Linked DNA regions of Sus scrofa: region 1 is linked to region 2. A link is a contact called in public Hi-C data. All regions are on one chromosome and are shown on one strand. The core of a region is the stretch at or near the end of the contact, and the rest is flanking DNA. Distances in the headings are between cores, read along the strand shown.

Evidence for each region. Hi-C and Micro-C count contacts between places; a contact is called where the count stands out from the background.
Region 1: a contact with region 2 is called in a Hi-C map of blood, with 2.7 times the contacts expected there. The contact joins two enhancer-like sites. A contact is called at or near these places in 3 of 47 Hi-C or Micro-C datasets (blood and heart right ventricle).

The regions. Positions count from the first base shown.
Region 1 is chr1:181,962,390-181,966,363 of Sscrofa11.1, reverse strand. PTGDR (prostaglandin D2 receptor) reads right to left here. Exons shown (of 3, transcript XM_013993410.2): 2 at 3,196-3,454. The coding sequence ends at 3,215. Among named protein-coding and RNA genes, the nearest start is that of PTGDR, 11 kb to the right of the region's middle. Within about 2 kb of position 1,728, at least 2 of the 83 cell types and tissues checked have an H3K27ac peak or open chromatin away from gene starts, as enhancers often do.
Region 2 is chr1:181,854,632-181,858,298 of Sscrofa11.1, reverse strand. No RefSeq gene overlaps it. Among named protein-coding and RNA genes, the nearest start is that of NID2, 83 kb to the right of the region's middle. Within about 2 kb of position 1,433, at least 7 of the 83 cell types and tissues checked have an H3K27ac peak or open chromatin away from gene starts, as enhancers often do.

The DNA of each region.
Region 1 (3,974 bases), core at 479-2,978, 110 kb before region 2:
CCACCAGGGGAGCATGAATGCGCCTTTTACTTAATAATGATCTCTCTGTTATTGAGAGTCATAATTATTTTTGTGTGTGGTCTTTCATAATTTGACTTTAATTTTGCATTTCTTTAATGAGACAGTAATGTTTCTACATTATTAACATATGTATTTCCTTTTATGTAAACTTTTTTTTTTTTTTGGTCCTTTTAGGGCCGCACCCATGGCATATGGAAGTTCCCTGGCTAGGGGTCGAATCAAAGCTGCAGCTGCTGGTCTATGCCACAGCCATAGTAACACGGGATCCGAGCCATGTCTGTGACCTACACCACAGCTCTCGGCAATGCTGGATCCTTAACCCACTAAGCCAGGCCAGGGATGGAACCCACATCCTCATGGATACTAGTTGGATTTGTTAACCACTGACCCATGACGGAAACTCCATGTTTTATGTAAACTATTTTTGACCTTTGTTTAGTTTTCAACCAGTGTCAAAACTCCTACTCATCTTAAGTACCTCGCTTAAGCATCTTCTCACTGTGAAATTCCAACAACCATACACATCACCCCAGTTCAGCCTTCCTCTTCTAATGGGACTGTATGTGCACCCTTCCTAATGGGATTTCCACACTCTCCTGTAACTGGTTATGTGCCCCCGTCCACAAGTGGATAGTAAGCAACTACACTGAACCAAGTCTTACTATTTTTTTCCTCAGCATGGAACCCAACTGCCTGGCATAAGGTATATGTCAGTTAAGACTTATTTAATTATTTAATGAATAAATCAATGAAGATCATTGAAAGAGTCGACTTTTTTTTTTTTTTTTGGTCATGCCTGTGGCCAGGGGTCAAATCTGCACCACAGGAGTGATCCAAGCCACAGCAGTGTCAATGCCAGGTCCTTAACCCATGGAGCCATCAGGGAACTCTTGAAGAATTGACTTTTTAACTTAACATGAATTTCATCCAGATGGTGTATCTATATTGTGTATCAAAGAGAAAGGACCACAAAGTTCTTGGATAAACCTATGCAAAACTGTTTAAAGTAATACATATGCTAATAGAGCAGCCTATAAAAATCAACACAATTAAACTGCTAGAGAATGAAAGACTGCTGGTAACTGTTTACTCAAAACAGCAAAACAAAGAAACTAAACGCTTTTCTTTCATTTGAAAAAGTAATTTTCTTTGTAAAATATTATTAAGTTATGTTTATTGATTCATCTGGGACTTTTTCAAATGATCTTGACAATTACTGTAACACACCTTCCAAAAGAGCACAAAAAACATGTACTTTCTTTGACAATAAAACACATATGTACTTACACATCAAATATACAAATGAGAGTTAAACTTGAAAACAAGTGCATTTTTCCTCACATCATAGTCTTCTATTGTAATTCATGTATTCCTAATTAGGCCATTTCACAGTTTTGCCACATACAGAAAAATACACATATTTATTATGTGTACGTAATAGACATATTATCCAGGTTAATGCCACTTCTGACATAAACAAGAGCTGAGCGATGGGGCTTCTGCTAAGCCAGAAATAAGGCAAATACTCTGGTCGTTGGAAGGGATGGCTGAATGGGTCTCTGGGTCTCTTCAAATGTAGTTTGCTCTCTAGCTTGGCATCTGAGTGTGTCCAGTGCAAAGAGACCCGAGATGCTGAAACCCCTCTGGCGCCACCGTGTGTTCTTTTACCAAAAGTGCAAGTTCTTTCCTGAGTCTGTAAGTTGGGTCTATAAGTCTGTGGTTTAAACCCTGCCGCTGTATTTTCCCCACTTTCCCTTTTGGTCATAGATAGTGTTGCTAACCTTTGTAAACATTTAAATGTACAATTAAAGTGCTTGATTGTGCTCCATCTGAGCCACATCCTGCTCTAGTTTGAAAGCGTAGCTTCTGGGAACCTTGGTAAGATCTTACCATATCCACCAAGGGCAGAAGAAGGAGATGGTTAAGGTCATTGCTCTGGCTCTCAGCTGAGGCTGACTGAGCCCGGGTGGGCTTGTCGCTGTGCTGACCACCCCACTACATCACGGTCACACATAGTAAATACAGCTCTTGGGGAGGTCATAAATCATTGTTTTTTTAAAGAACCATAAATTCCTCCACCATCAAAGAATCCATCAATGTGATAAACCTACAAAATGGAGGTTCCAAAAACTGAAATAACATTTTGTGGCCCACTCCCAAATTTTCATTCCTACTGACACTCCTACCTCCCGACATAAGAAACTGGACTTCAAAGGATACAAAAATAATGTTTTCTTCTCTGGGTTTTAGGCCATAGTCATATCTTGCCTTGTGTTTACTTATTTATAGCCTCACCCTTTCACACAAGGCAGTGAGCATTCTCCCAGACGGTGTCTGGGGAACCACCCTCCAAATGCCCGACCTGATTATATTTCTTTTTTCTTTTTTTTGTCTTTTTTAGGACCACACCCTGCAACATATGGAAGTTCTCAGGCTAGGTGACAAATTGGAGCACATGCGGGCCTACACCACAGTCACAGCAGTGTAGGATCTGAGCCATGTCTGCAACCTATACCACAGCTTGTGGCAATGCCAGATCCTTAACCCACTGAGCCAGGACAGGGATCGAACCTGCATCCTCATGGATACTAGTCGGATTCCATACTGCTGTACCACGACGGGAACTCCTGACCTGGTTACATTTCCCACCCCCCCTTCTCAGAGGAGTATCTATAATTCAGGCTATACTTGCATCAGTCGGCAACGAAAAGAGTTAGACAGGAGCAATTGTGATACAAAATAAACAAATCAGGTTTCACTAGAAATGAAGAGGGTAAGAAACTTAAAAAAAACACCCATCACATAATCATGAACAGTGGTGTTTCCACTAGATTTAAATAAAGACCCAGAGGCTCCAAGTCTTCTCTAAAAACTTAGGGATACCATGGACACACCCATGCACACACATTGGAACAATTAGTATCATTGCTGAAAGATTTTTAACATTGTCTGCAACAGGTGAAACTGTAGTTGCTATTCATAACTCAAAAGGAAAAAAAATCCACTGAACTGGTTCATGAATACAGAGTGACAACACATCATGAAGGTTAATCAAATACTTTTGAAAGTACGTTTAGACATTTTGTGATGGGACCTAACTTTGAAGGCTAAAAACTGTCAGGTTTTTTGGATTGTGGTTCTTTGCCAGAAAATGTGAGATTTTCCTGAGCTTACCAGAGAGAGTGAAACACGGTCACAGACTGGACTCCATGTTAGTTCGGTAAGAATTGCTGTGCCAATTTCTGTACATAAGAGGCCTTATGAAAATCTTGTGGAAAAACATCCGAAACACTGATGTTCTGAAAATGATGAAAATCCAAGGGTCCACAATTGAGATGGCAGACAGAAAGCGCAAAGCCTGGAGGTCTTTGACTTGTTCAGAGGTCTCACTTTTCTCGTGAACAGCTTTGAAGGCTCCATAGTAAGCACGATACTGATTTAAAGAAAAACATTCCATTAGGATAGTGAAAAGGTCTATGGCTGCCGATGAATCCACTTACCTCACTTAGGAAATGTTACTTTTCTGGAAAAGTATGGCAGAATATTCATTTGGGGTAAATTTATAAGCATCTAAGGTTACTGCAGTGGATGGATGCAAGTGAGGAATGTGGGAGATGCAGGGCCGACCTGGGTGGCTTAATGGAAGCCAGATCCTCTCGGGAGCCTGGGGCTAAGGTGCTGGAGCCGGTCTACGCTTGGCGAGCACTGCAGGGGTGGCTGTGCAGAGGAAAGACTTAAGTGGGACAGATCCAGTCCATAGAATCTTTTATAAATAGGGTCACCACACTCCCATAGCTACAGATTCTCTTCCTTGCTTTCTTCTGCCTGCTTCCTAGTCTCCTTTTTTTTTGCACAGAATAATGTCATATTTGTGGGAGTTCCCGTTGTGACTCAGCAGGTTAAGAACCCGACTAGTATCCTTGAGAATGAACAAAGTCATACTTGTGGGAGTT
Region 2 (3,667 bases), core at 184-2,683:
TGTTCTCTGTGTCTGTGAGTCTGTTTCTCCTTTGTAGATAGGTTCGTTTGTGCCATATTTTAGATTCCACATAAAAGTGATATCCTATGATATTTGTTCTTCTCTTTCTGACTTCTTTCACTTAGTATGAGAATCTCTAGTTGCAACCATGTTGTTGCAAATGCTGTTATTTCATTCTTTTTTATGGCTGAGTAGTATTCCATTGTATACATGGACCACATCTTCTTAATTTTTTCATGTCAATGGACATTTCGGTTGTTTCCACATCTTGGCTATTGTGAATAGTACTGCAATGAACATGGGTTGCATTTGGAATGGATAAGCAATGAGATTCTGCTGTATAGCCCAAGGAAGTATATCTGATCACTTGTGATAGAACATGGTGGATGATAATGTGAAAATAAGAATGTATATGTATATATGTGTAATTGGGTTACTTTGCTGTACAGCAGAAATTGACACAACATTGTAAATCCACTATAATAAAATTTTTTTTAAAAAAAGAATAGCACCCATGCAGGGAGTTCCCATCATGGTGTAGCAGAAACGAATCTGACTAGGAACCATGAGGTTGTGGGTTCAATCCCTGGCCTCACTCAGTGGGTTAAGGATCCGGCATTGCTGTGAGCTACGGTATAGTCCGGAGGATATAGCTCCGATTAGACCCCTAGCCTGGGAATCTCCATGTGCTGCTGGTGCGGCTCTAAAAATATAAAAAGACAAAAAGAAAGAAAGAAAGAAAGAATAGCACCCATGCAAAAAATGCACAAAATCTAAAAGAATTATTACATAGCAAGCTTTCATATAATCAGCCATCCTGGTGAGGAAATAGAACTTTAAAGCACCCTAGATTTTTCTCCCCATTTCAGCCCCCACCTCTCTTCAAAGGCAGAATAGCTCTTCCTGTTGTTCTCTGCTGCATCAAAAATCTTGCATCTGACTGGAGGAAACAGGGGCACATTCATTTATTTTAGTCTCAAGGAAGTCAGGGAAAGTGAGTTTCTGGCATAATGCTCTGGAAACCAGGATTTAAAAGGTGGACATTTCCCTCAATATAGGAAAGGTTTAACAGATGTTTGAATAGCTTCCCAGCATGACAAATTGTTGCCATGTTCTCCACTGGGGAAATAAACATCTCAGCCTTGTTAGATGGAACCAGGTGAAATTTCCATTTTTGTAGGTCAAGTGGTTTTGTAGGTCAGCAGGTCCTTGTGGTTCAACCTAAGAAAAAGGACAGTGTAAGGTCAGGAAATGGAGAGTCATTGAAAGGAGATAAAAGTGGCAGTGCCAGGAAAGCTGAGAAATGCTTCCAGCCAGCATCAGTTAGTGATATCAACTTGTAATTGATGTAATTTGTTACCCCTGTATTCCCCCACTGCTAGATTAGAAGTTTGTTGGCCTGAGACACATGGCTCAGTGAGTGTTTGTGTGAGATGTTTCCTACGGAACCCCAAAGGGTGGAGCACTGTGGGTGGTTTAAGGGGCAGGATGTGAAACCTCAAGACAGGAAATGTAACACCTTGGTGGGTGCCAGTGGAGAAATGTCAGAGCAAGATGGAGCTGCAGCCTTGTTTGAGGCCTGCCCTAGATGCAGGAGGGTGGGGAGTGCTACATAACACCTCTAAGTAGCCATGGTAAAAATGCACATCCTTAATTTAGGGAGATCATCAGATGGCACAAAAATGGGCTCTAATTAGATTCAGCTCAACATTGCTTGGATGGGATCGGGCGCTTTCAGGGTGGTAGAGCTTAACATTGCTTAGTAGGGAGAAAATACCAATGGGCTAGATGTCCACTCATAGGAGATTTATGAAGTAATTATTATTTATCCAAGCAATGGAATGCTGAGTAGTACCTAAAAATGGTGTTGCAGAAGAGTGTGATAAGGCAACCTGGTCAGTACAGCCTTAAGGTTCAAAGCACAGACTGCAGAGCCAAAATGTTTTGCTCAAGTTCTGACTCTGCCACTTGCTAGTTAAATGAGGGTGGTCAAATTCCTCACCTGAGAATTTAAAACAGTTACTACAGGTAAAGCACGTGGAAGTGTTTCTGGAACATGTGTGTGTTAACCATAATTGTGATCCTATTCTTAATGAAATTGATGAGGTTTAAAAATAGAATGTATCCTAAAAATAATGGGCATTTCTTTCTGTTCCCCTTCAAAATCCCACTAGAATGACAGGAGAGGAATTTTTATAAAGACAAAGGAACATAAGGACAAAAAGAAAATGGAATTGCAGCACATACAGATGCCAAATGGATGAATGTTAAAATCAATTTTCGACCAAAGCCAAGGCCAACCCCAAATATTATCTTCATTTATTGAATTTCTCAGATTAAAAAATAAATCTGAAGCTTTATCCAATTTTATTATAAAAATGTCAGGTGTCAAATATTAGAAGTTGGACACACAGTTCCCATCGTGGCTCAGTGGAAACGAATCTGACTAGCATCCATGAGGACACAGGTGTTGATCCCTGGCCCTGCTCAATGGATTAAGGATCCAGTGTTGCTGTGAGCTGTGGTGTAGGTCACAGACATGGCTCAGATCTCACGTTGCTGTGGCTGTGGTATAGGCCAGCGGCTACAGCTCCAATTCGACCCCTAGCTTGGGAACCTCCATATGCTGCAGGTGTGGCCCTAAAAAAACAAAAAACAAACAAACAAAAAAGAAGTTGGATACTATTGTGCAGAGATGCAATTGGTAGGCTATACATGGCTCCCGGAGGCCCCATATTTCACACTGGCAATGTGAAGAGATTGATATTGTGGGGTAGTAGCAGCAGTAGCAGTAATAGTGGGATAGAAAGAGTAATAGTAGTGGTGGTAGTAGCAGTAGTGATAGTAATGGTAATTGTACCAGTAATAGTGGTATTTTGACTAGCTCTACCATTATAGGCTATCACTGATTGCAATATTATCACCAAATTATCAAGAATTTCTCATTCTCTGATGGTAACTACCTAACATAAAGAGTTATCTCCTTTTTGATTCTTGCACATTAAAACTTGATCAATGGTGATGATGCAATTTCATGCAAGCAAACCACTTCCTAAAAATGATGCGAGAATATTTTCAGAAACAGACTTAATATCACTGGCTTTTAAAATCATTTTTCCTTCTTTCGTCCTTTCCTTCCTCCCTTTCTTTTTTTTGAGAGGCAGTCATTTCATGGTTTATCACCAGAAAAAAATGTGTCCCGAAATCCTCATCGGGAAATGTGGCAATAGACTGATGTAATTGCCTCTGAAAATTAAAAATCTTCAAATTATCTTTTGTATCTCAACTTTCATTGCAGCATCTATCTAATTTCAGCATCTATCTATTCAAAGGATAGAAGGCTGTTTACAATAAGTATCATACAAAAGATGCTGACCCTCTCAAGGCATATCAGTTTGGTGTCCTGTTCATATTCCAGGAAGATGACTAATTTCTCTGTAAGTGATTAATGAATTTTGGTCCTGCTAGGCTACCCAAAAGAAAAACAGTCCTTGAATTATATTCTGCTCTGCATTATTTTACAGTGTGCTAATTCTGCATTTTGTATTAGACACTCAGACATATCCTGAGTTACCCCTTGGTGGGCGAGTGCTAATTATTGTTGAACTCTGCTTCTACTTTACATGACTGCCAAGAGAGTTCTGGTCTCACATAATCAAAACCAGAG